Regions from separate parts of the Sus scrofa genome. Here region 2 is linked to region 1. The links are chromatin contacts, called in public HiChIP or PLAC-seq maps. All regions are on one chromosome and are shown on one strand. Each heading gives the region's core, a stretch centred on a gene start, on an enhancer-like site or on the middle of the called end of the contact. The rest is flanking DNA. Distances are from core to core; before and after follow the strand shown.

Region 1 (5,097 bases), core at 1,359-3,858:
AAAATAGAACCAAAAAAAAGGAGAGAGAGAGTAAACATCTAAAAACAAATTTTTTTTTTCCCAAGCCGGAGGAACAAACCCACCCCGCCACAGTGACCTAAGCCACTGCAGTGACAACACTGGATCCTTAAATCACACCACAAGAGAACTCCAACATTTAAAAATTAATCATAGAATTTAGTAAACACACATTATAGAAACACTTGAATGTGTATTTCTACAATGTTTTAAAAACTATGCTAAAACTACAAGTGAAACTCAATGTAGTTTCAGTATTTTAAGGGATAATAATGGAAAGCTAATCTCAAAATACCAAATACTTGCACTTTTTATATTTGGCTTTATGTTAAACAATATTAAAAGTGTTTATTATTTATATCATATTAATAAAAAAAGGACTGGAATAGCTAAAACCAGGCTTATAGGTCAGAATACATGGATAATGCTATCAAGATGAATAGGTGTGTTATTACTTCACTATTTCCAATGCTTACATCTTGATGATTAAAGCTTAAACGATTTGATTGCTAGCTTATTGCTGCAAAAGGATTATTCAGTGAAACAAAACATTCAGATACATTTTTATAAATATCTGGCTCTGAAACAGGGTGATTATGATATGTTTCCCAGACACTAATGCCCAGGAATTTGAGGTAGACAAGTTGTTACCTGCTCTGTCAGCCCAGTAATCAGGAACCGGTTTTTAAAACAGAATGCTCTGCTTCACATATCAACAGTGATGTTTTGGAAGAATTCTATACTTGTCATAATGAAACACAAGCAAGCATTGATACTGGCTCCTTAAAATGTTAACAACCAATGGTATTAACATAGCATATTTTTATATTGTGTTAATTTTTCTGCTTTTGAAAGAAATACGGACTCGTTAAAAACTTCGGAAAAACAAAATGAACAAAGAACATAATTACCATTCGGAGATGATTACGTCATTGGTCATTGTAGTCTCACCTATTTCCTTTCAGACTTTAAAAAATCTGGGGTATTTTGTAATCATATGGTTGTTTAAGCTGTTTTTAAAAACAGATATATTTAGATGTCTTTCTATGTAAATATATTATCACCTTTATTAGCTGGGAATTTTTACATTGTTTGTGCTATAATTTACTTGACCAATACTAGTTAAAGCAATTACACTTTTTAGTGTTTACTCTATGTTAGGCACCTAATTTTGTATTTTAATTTGTGTTCATCCATTGGATCATTACAACCCAATTTTTAATTCCTGTTTTGTACAGATGAGGAAACTGAGGCACCAAGAGGTGAAGTAATTTGTTCACTCCCTTGATGTTGGACATTTTAGTGTTTAACCATGCTTTGACATTATAAACAATGTTTCACAAACATCTTTGATCATGTTCTTAACGAATGCTTTTAGGATAAATCCCAGAAAGTAGAATTGTTGGGTCCACAGCTATTCACATTTTTAAAAGCTTGTGTTACGTACTTTCAAATATTTCTCTTAGGGACACTAATAATTTCATCAACCAAAGTGTACAGTTCTCCACATCCATGATCCTTTTTCATTTTGAATGACAAAAACGTACCTAAATGCTACTTTAATCTGCGTTTTTCACTCTTAGAAATGAGATTTCATTCTTAATAAATTTTTGTAAGCACTCTTTTCGTATACCACAATACTAATCCCTGTTACTGACATGTTGTAAACGTTTATATGCTACATTTGGAAGTGCTCTAATTTTGATACATTAACATAATTCCAATTTACATGCAAGATGCATGTAAGATGTTCCAAGTGGGATGTAAAGATCTCTAGAAGATACTCCTTAAAATTCGTACATGATATATCCTTAAGGTAAACGTACAATACAATCATTGAATATTTTAAGTTATTAAGAATCACCTATCAATCGCTATCTCCATTTTTTTTTTGTTTTCTTTCTTTCTTTGCTCGGTTTTGGGGGTTATCATAGACCACCGTGGGTTGTGCAACTGGTTTTCCAATCATCGTAAACACACAGTGACTGCACAGTTAGTCAGTAGGTGCCAACGCCCAACTGGAAGTGCTTTCGGCAGAGCTTCTGAAGCGGACGTCTGGGGACTCTCGGGAAGGTGCCAGGGTTACCTCGCCTCCGCGAGGGAGCTGCGCGCCCTGACACTCCCCTCTTAGGGATTCGGGCCAATCCCTCCCGCTCACATGACTTCAACCTGAGCCAGTTTCTGGTCACTGCAGACAGCGAACTGAACTCACAGCCTTTTTACTTAGATGCGCCCGAGAGAAGGCACTTCCATCCTCCTCCACAAGGATCACAAAATTATGATAACCAACAGAGAGAGGGGAAAAGGGGCTCTCCCTGTACTCAAACACGACCCTTTTCTATCTGCTCACTCTCTGATTCACTCCTGGGCTCACTAGTGGGCTTCTGCGCGCCTGGAGGACCCCGCCCTCCGGAGGCTCCCGGCCAAAGCTAAAGCAGAAAATGCAGGTGTCACTGCCCCTCTCTCGCGTGGCTAATCAAGAGGGGGGCCGGATGGAAGGGGCGCTGGGATGGGGCCTGTTTTGGCGGGGCAGATTCCGGGCAGGTTCTGGGCAGGCAGCGCCGAGGGCGCCTAGATTCCCGACAGGCTCCGCGCGCGCAGGGGGCCTTCGCGGCTTCTCAGCTCTTGCCGCGCCGCCGCCGCCGCCGCCGCCGCGGTAATTGGGGGTCGGGGAGAGGAGGAGCTGCCGAGGTCCCCGTGGACTCCGTCTGCGTCGCTGTTTTTGCCTGAGTAGTCTCCTTTCCCACGTCCCAGCCTGACTCCCGTGCTGTCGAGGGGGAGTCCCTGCGGACACCTCTGCACGCAGTGGAGATGCCTCTCTTTGCCACCAACCCCTTTGATCAGGATGTGGGTGAGTGCTTTGGTCGCTCCCAGCCCCACCCCCTCGGCGGACCGCGAGCCCACGCTGCCGGCTCTCCGCGGACCTTCTGGGCCCCCCGGGCCGGGGCCGAGTTCTTCCCCTTTACAGAGGCTCTTTCTGTACGAGTTTGGAGGAGGTTGAGGGCTTGGCGCATCCTTTTTGAAAGAAATGAGACTGAGGGAGCCTGCAAAATGGGCCTTGAGCTGGGGCTGTGGGCTTGGAAAAAACTGCTTGAAAGGTGGATGTGGGAGGCCGCGGAGGAACAGCTGGTACAGCATTTGGTGCCGGGACCGTGCTTCTGGGTGAACGCACTTGAAAGCAAGGGAGTCTCAGCCAGCGTGGGATGATAAGCCCTGTAAAAAAGTGTTTCCCGGGACGTATGTCAAAGGTTTTAGGTTAGCTTCCTTAGAGGATTTTTAAAAATCCGTTTTAGGACTGTAACGGAAGGAGAGAGCTTCTGTTTAAGGATAGACTCTCAAAGGTATTGGGGGAAAGAGAGAGGAAAATGGAATACTTGGCAGCAACAGAAACCGAATTGAGGACCTGAGCCACTGGGCTGCTTTCCTCTCAGTGCTTTAAGAATTGTGGAAGAGGACCTGGAACTTTGACAATCCTAATTTGTTGTGAATTTGAAGTGCTCTTTTGGGGGGGGGCGGGGCTTTCTGAATCATTGGTTTTAAATACTGATCATACCGATTCAACAGGTTAGCTTTGTATTTATTTTGTTTTATTTTTTCTGATCTGAGGGTGATCATTACAGGAGTTTTGAGTTTTCAGGGAGAGAAGTTTGGAATGCTTTGAATCCCCTTGGGACCTACTTTGGTACGTACACACGTGTGGAATGAAAGCAAGTTAAGAACCAAGTCTGGTTACTCTAGTAAAGAAGAATAAGGGCAACCTTAGGGAGGTTTTTTTTTTTTTAATGTCTTTGTTTATTTTAATTAAGAAGGAATTGAATTTTGCTTTTTTAACTCCAGCTTACTGCATGCCACTGAAACTTGAAGGTTTGGGTTGAGATGAGAAAAGGGTTCAGCCCTACCTCTGACACTGCCCAGCTCAAAGTGAGATCCCAACGTTCTCAAACTAAAGAGAGGGAAGACATATTGATTCACTGTTTGTGGTTCAGTGAATTAATATGTAATAGTTAATAAATAATTGGGAAGTTACATTTAATTTAAAAAGGACTTAGCACACACTCTTGACAGGACACTGCTGCGTGGCATAAGAGTGATGAAGAAGTTGTGGTTGCTGCTCTCAGGCAGTTTTGTAACTTACTACATTAATTTCCAGGGCAAATGCTTAAGATAAAACATTTTCTTGATACTTGCTCCTTTTATTTCCAGCAGCTTGATCTGATTGATTTTCATGGTTGTGTATAATCTAGCTTCCAAACTACCCAGTCACTTTTATATCTTATTGCTTTTTGAACCCACATTTCCATTGGGTTCAGATACATTTCTTTTTTTTTTTTTTGGTCTTTTTGCTATTTCTTGGGCCGCTCCCGCAGCATATGGAGGTTCCCAGGCTAGGGGTCCAGTCGGAGCTGTAGCCTCCAGCCTATGCCAGAGCCACAGCAACAAGGGATCCGAGCCGCGTCTGCAACCTACACCACAGCTCACAGCAACGCCGGATCATTAACCCACTGAGCAAGGGCAGGGAACGAACCCGCAACCTCATGGTTCCTAGTCGGATTCGTTAACCACTGCGCCACGACGGGAACTCCTCCTTTTTTTTTTAAACATTTTAAAAATTATAATTTTTTTTTTTTCCTTTTTTGGTTGTCCCCCAGTATATGGAGTTCCTGGGCCAGGGATCAAATCCGAGCTGCAGTTTCAATGTATGCTGCAGCCCTGGATCCTTAATGAGGAATCAGACCTTCTTCCCAGTGCTCCAAAGATGCTGCCAATCCTGTTGCACCACAGCAGGACTCCCAGATAAATCTCTTAATGCCAAACCCTTTCTCAACACTTACGCCACCCAGTTCAAACGCAGAGCTCCTTATTGCTTTTATGCTTTTTGCTTGATTATTTCTTCTACCTTTCTATACGTCCTCATGATTAAGGGCCAACTCAGAAGACAACTTATCTCTGAATCATTTCCTGATTACTCTAACCTAGGGTTTCTCCTTAGTGACACTATGGACAGTTTGGACCAATTAACTGCCTCTTTTGGGAGAGTCTGTCCTCTTCATGTGGGGTGTTCAGCAGCATCCCTGACCT
Region 2 (5,097 bases), core at 1,725-4,224, 56 kb after region 1:
ATAAATAGTGATTGACCACGTTGATAAAAGGATGAAAAAAGATCCAAAAAGGATATTCATTCCTTTAAAGCTATGTGTGCCTCTCAGTGTTATTTTGGAGAAAATTAATTGCTGTGTTAATCATAACCTTATATTAGTGATTCAGGTTGTATTGAATTTTTTTTTTTAAGATTGCTTTGCAGAGCACGAGAATTACGTGCTTCTGGTTTGCAGCCCCCTTAATGATCACCTTTTCATTGTGAAAAATAATGTTTCTAAAATATATAGACCAATTTAGTGAAAAATTCAGATCCCTGCCAAGGCCACAAGGTCTCCACTGGCCTGGATGTCATTCCCTTATTAAAAAGAAAATTCTGAGAGGTGCGTGGGGAATATGTAGCTAGTTTTCCGGTTCATTACATTGAAATAGTGTAGCCTGTGGAAAACAGAGGTTTTTCTTTGAAAGGACTGGTAATTTGAAAACAGAATATATTTTAAATAGAATTTGTTTATGCCATTGTAAAACTTTGTCTTTGGTTCACCAGTTTACTGAACTCTGATGTGTAATGGTGATTAATCTTTGTTCCAGAAATCTCTCTCTTATTTGCAATGAAGTATCTATCATGGAAAAAATAAAATCTTTAGAAGAGGAAATCTGTGTAGAATTTCATCAAGTCCTGTTCTGTCATTAATGCGTAAATCTGTAACCTAATCATCCCTTAACTTGAGCCTCTCAGATTGAAGGAACTATAAGAAAAGCCCAAGTTCTTTCCTGGAACCTAAAGTGCTTTAAAATAAAATTTTAATTTTGTGATAAGAAAAAGATAAATGTTAACCTGTTTTACAGTCAAAACGGAGAAGAAGACGGTACAGTTTAGTGACGATGTTCAGGTAGAAACAATAGAACCAGAGCCAGAACAAGCCTATATTGATGAGGTAAGTGATTGCCCGTAGGAGAGCGTCATACTCGGCATTGAAGTTGAAATGGGTTTCTTCTCTCCTTTAATAAAATTCAGTGCTTGATTAATGCATGTATTTTGCTTCTATAAAAATTCAAACAATATTGACAAAGCAGAAATTCTCCTCGAAAGTTCCTTTCTAGTCCCATTCTGACCATCTCAGTACATGTGGTTGTAACTTGTTATTTTTAATTCCTGTTTAACATCCCATAGAATGGATTTTTTATGTAATGATTTTTTTTTTCCATTATAGCTGGTTTACAGTGTTCTGTTAATTTTCTACTGTACAGCATGGTGACCCCCTCACACATACATATATACGTTCTTTTTTCTCGCATTATTAGGCTCCATCATAAATGACTAGATATAGTTCCCAGTTTTACACAGCCGGATCTCATTGCTCACCCCCATAGAATGGATTTATCGCTTCGTCATTCTGTTGTTAGCTCTTTTTTTTTTTTCTGTGGCTCTTTTTTTTTTTTTTTTTTTTTTTACCATTACAAACACAGTCGTAATGAGATTTTGGGGGGGGAATGTATTCAAAAGAACATGAGACTTTTATTTTTTTAATATCCGTATTCTCTGAAAATTCTATTCTTTGTCACTTTTTATTTTTTAATAATATTTATGTGTTTGTTATTTTTATTTACTTGTTTATTCTTTTTTGGCCGCCCTGAGGCATGTGGAGTTCCTGGGCTAAGGATCAGATCCGAGCCACAGTTCAACCTGTGCTGCAGCTATGGCAATACCAGATCCTTACCCCGCTGTGCCGGGTGGGGAATGAAGCTGTGTCCTGGCACTACAGAGACAGCGCTGATCTTGCTGCACCACAGTGGGAACTTCTTTGTAACATTTTAAACTACTGGTGAAAAATGAGATGTCGTCTTTAAAACACGTGAAGGGATTTGTAAGCCTTTTAGCCTTTTTTTAGGGGAACCAGAAGCAGAAAGGTTGAAGAGTGCTCTTTTAGAGAAACAGAATGCTCTTCTGCTTTTATAGAAAACTGTGCTGAGAGCCAAGGAATATGTGGGGTTTGGCCAATATCATTACATCGGAAAACGCATGTAGGCTCAGACTGTTGCTCTATCTAGAAACCTTATTTCTGTGAGAGTAGGTAATTTCAAATACAGTGTAGTATTCTGTAAACAGAACAAAAGCTACCCATGTGTTAGTTGATTCTCACTCCCATTTTATCCCCACCTCCTTTTTGTTTGTTTGTTTGTTTGCAGGCAAACCTTTCTGATATGTGCCTCCCCCCCCCACCCCCCGCCTTTCTTTGGCTGTAATTGCAGCATGCAGAAGTTCTCTGGCCGGGGACTGAACCAACACCGCAACTGTGCTGGATCCTTATTAACCCACTGAGCCAGCAGGGAACTTCTGACATGTACCTTTTTTTTTCAGACCACTTAAAGTGAAAATTATGAGTCTTTTATGTTGAAAAATGAATGCCTATTTCAAACTACAAAATTCTTTTGACTTGAGAAGAGTTTTTTTTTTAATATACCTGTGTCACGTTCACTCTAGTGATTAACTTATTTCTCAAACTGTTCCCCTGTGCAGACTGTAGAGTTTTGTTTTGGTTTAAATAACTATTTTGCTTCGAATTGGTAGTCTTGAAATTATTAACCTTATGTAGCTATGCTTAGTAGCATAAATAAGTAAAAACCACAAATGGAGAAAAGTTTGTAATTATTATGTTAGTATTCGTTAGTACATGAGAGCTGTACCTACAGATATATCTATACTAATATAATGTATGTCTTTCTGTAATGATGGCTGCATAAGTTCTGTTGGTCTTAGAACCAAAGATTCTGAGATACATGTGAATCACTGCTTTAAGATGCCTTCTGCCCTTTCACATAGGAGGATAGAGAAACTACAAATCTTCCTCCTTTTTTTTGGTGACAAACTGATACTTTGGTGGATAGAGAATGTAGACTCACTGCTTCTGGTGCCACTTAAAAGGAGAACAGCTGTAATATAGCTGAGCTGAGCTTCGCTGAAACAGCTGCTGTGTTCTCCGTGGTGGAGTCATAACGGACTTGTTAGTCATAAGCCGTGCCTTCTTGAGAGAGCAGTTACGGCTGTCAGCTTGGCCAGGCTACAGCTGCTCCAAAGCAGTGACAGAAATCCACTAGCATGACCTAAGAGACTAAAGAACTCACATGTTGTAAGTTGAGGTGTTCCTCTGTTTCTTCTCTTTTGGGAGAATTTCTCTTAGCAGTTTCCAAAATAAGTAGGAATAGCTTTCAAGGCTCTGACTTCACATGATTCTAAAGTGAATACATGGATAGTACTTACCTAGAAGAAAAGTGAATTCTTTGTATGTATGAATTATAAGCCTTCTCTACCCATTATCTAATTAATGAGGTGAGAAGGTTTTTTCCCATAGAGATTTGTTGTTTTTTATATTAACTGTTTAATTCCTATAGGATAAAATGGACCAATTGCTGCAGATGTTGCAAAGCACAGATCCCAGTGATGACCAGCCGGATCTTCCAGAGTTACTTCATCTTGAAGGTGAGCCTTATTTTCCATTTGCCTTGCAAATAAGGAGTAATAAGAGGTTGTATCTAGTGTTCTCTTACAGGTAGTTTTGTATTTAAATAAAATTGAGAATGATATAAAGAATATCAACATTTCTCACTGTTTTGTGAACAGTTTCCCATCCATATGCAATTTAAACCTTTGGTAGAATTCAGATTATTACACTTTTCTACCCAAATTAAAGATCTTGGAGTTCCCGTCATGGTTCAGTGGTTAACGAATCTGACTAGGAACCATGAGGTTGCGGGTTCGATCCCTGGCCTTGCTCAGTGGGTTAACGATCCGGCGTTGCCGTGAGCTGTGGTGTAGGTTGCAGACGCGGCTCGGATCCCGTGTTGCTGTGGCTCTGGCGTAGGCCGGTGGCTACAGCTCCGATTAGACTCCTAGCCTGGGAACCTCCATATGCTGTGGGAGCGTCCCAAGAAATAGCAAAAAGACAAAAAAAAGATCTTATTCAGCATTTTTTTAATGTTGTGAAATAGAAATTGGTGTTAAAAATTTTCTGAGATCTGTATGATCAATCTAAAATATTGATGTTAGGAGTTCCCATTGTGGCTCAATAGTAGTGAACCCAACTCGTATCATGAGCATGTGGGTTCGATCCCTGGCCTCGCTCAGTGGGTTAAGGATCTGGGGTTGCCGTGAGCTGTAGTGTAGGTAAAAAATGAGGTTCAGATCCTGCGGTGCTATGGCTGTGGTTGTAGGCTAGCAGCTACAGCTCCAGTTTGACACCTATCCTGGGAACTTCCATATGCCTCAGGCGTGGCCCTAAAAAGACAAAAAGAAAAAAAGTATTGACATTATAAATACCCAGGAAAATCAATCTTGGATTTGCTGGGCTAAGGTTAATTGAATTGGAGCTGCAGCTGCCAGCTTACACCACAGCCACAGCAACACAGGATCCGAGCCACATCTTCGACCTACACTGCAGCTCACGGCAATGTTGGATCCTTTACCCAATGAGTGAGGCCAGGGATCGGACCGTGTCCTCGTGAGTACTAGGTGGGTTCATCACCACTGAGCCACTATGGGAACTCCCATTATAATAGAATTTTTATTATTTCAAATTAGATCTTTTATGTCTTTAAATTATACAAATATCCATAACTCACTTTCTTTTGCTACATTTTCTTATATTTCTTCGAATTTTGTCATCTTAGCCATGTGTCACCAGATGGGACCTCTCATTGATGAAAAGCTGGAAGATATTGACAGGTAAAAGCAGATGCTGTATCTGTACTGTGTACCTTCTTCCCTACATGTCTTGCTAGGCTGTGCATTGAAATAGAGCTCCCTTGTATTTTATTTTATTTTTTTAAAGATACGCCAGTTCTCATTCACTTGTTTTCTATTAGATGTGGGAATTAGATGTTTGTCCCCTGTTTTTTGTAGGTGAGGATTTATTTAACTTTGACTATGTTAGTCTTTTTTTAAAATAAGAGGTAACTGTTGTTAATCATATTTGCTGTAAGTGGCATTATCAGAGCCCACAAATGACCCATCTGTTAATTAGTAGAGAAACTGGATATTTTGAGGTAAAGTCAAGAACAAAAAGCTGGAGTTCTTCCAGCACAGTACCTAAATCTTAAACAATTTTAGTTGCCTTGGAGCT

The links. HiChIP or PLAC-seq counts read pairs in DNA pulled down with a chosen protein or histone mark.
Region 2: a contact with region 1 is called in an H3K27ac HiChIP or PLAC-seq map of skeletal muscle. The contact joins the enhancer-like site here to the promoter of STAM in region 1. A contact is called at or near these places in 1 of 5 promoter capture datasets (fetal skeletal muscle), 6 of 47 Hi-C or Micro-C datasets (alveolar macrophages, embryonic fibroblasts, fetal heart ventricle and 1 more) and 2 of 2 datasets of contacts at active chromatin or transcription factors (alveolar macrophages and skeletal muscle).

Annotation. Positions count from the first base shown.
Region 1 is chr10:43,944,382-43,949,478 of Sscrofa11.1, forward strand. STAM (signal transducing adapter molecule 1) reads left to right here and starts at 2,609. Exons shown (of 16, transcript XM_021064813.1): 1 at 2,609-2,869. The coding sequence starts at 2,830.
Region 2 is chr10:43,999,692-44,004,788 of Sscrofa11.1, forward strand. It overlaps STAM (signal transducing adapter molecule 1), which reads left to right. Exons shown (of 16, transcript XM_021064813.1): 9 at 827-915; 10 at 3,371-3,458; 11 at 4,646-4,700. Among named protein-coding and RNA genes, the nearest start is that of TMEM236, 53 kb to the right of the region's middle. Within about 2 kb of position 2,975, at least 10 of the 83 cell types and tissues checked have an H3K27ac peak or open chromatin away from gene starts, as enhancers often do. A contact at or near this core is called in alveolar macrophages, embryonic fibroblasts, fetal skeletal muscle and 1 more, where this site is marked.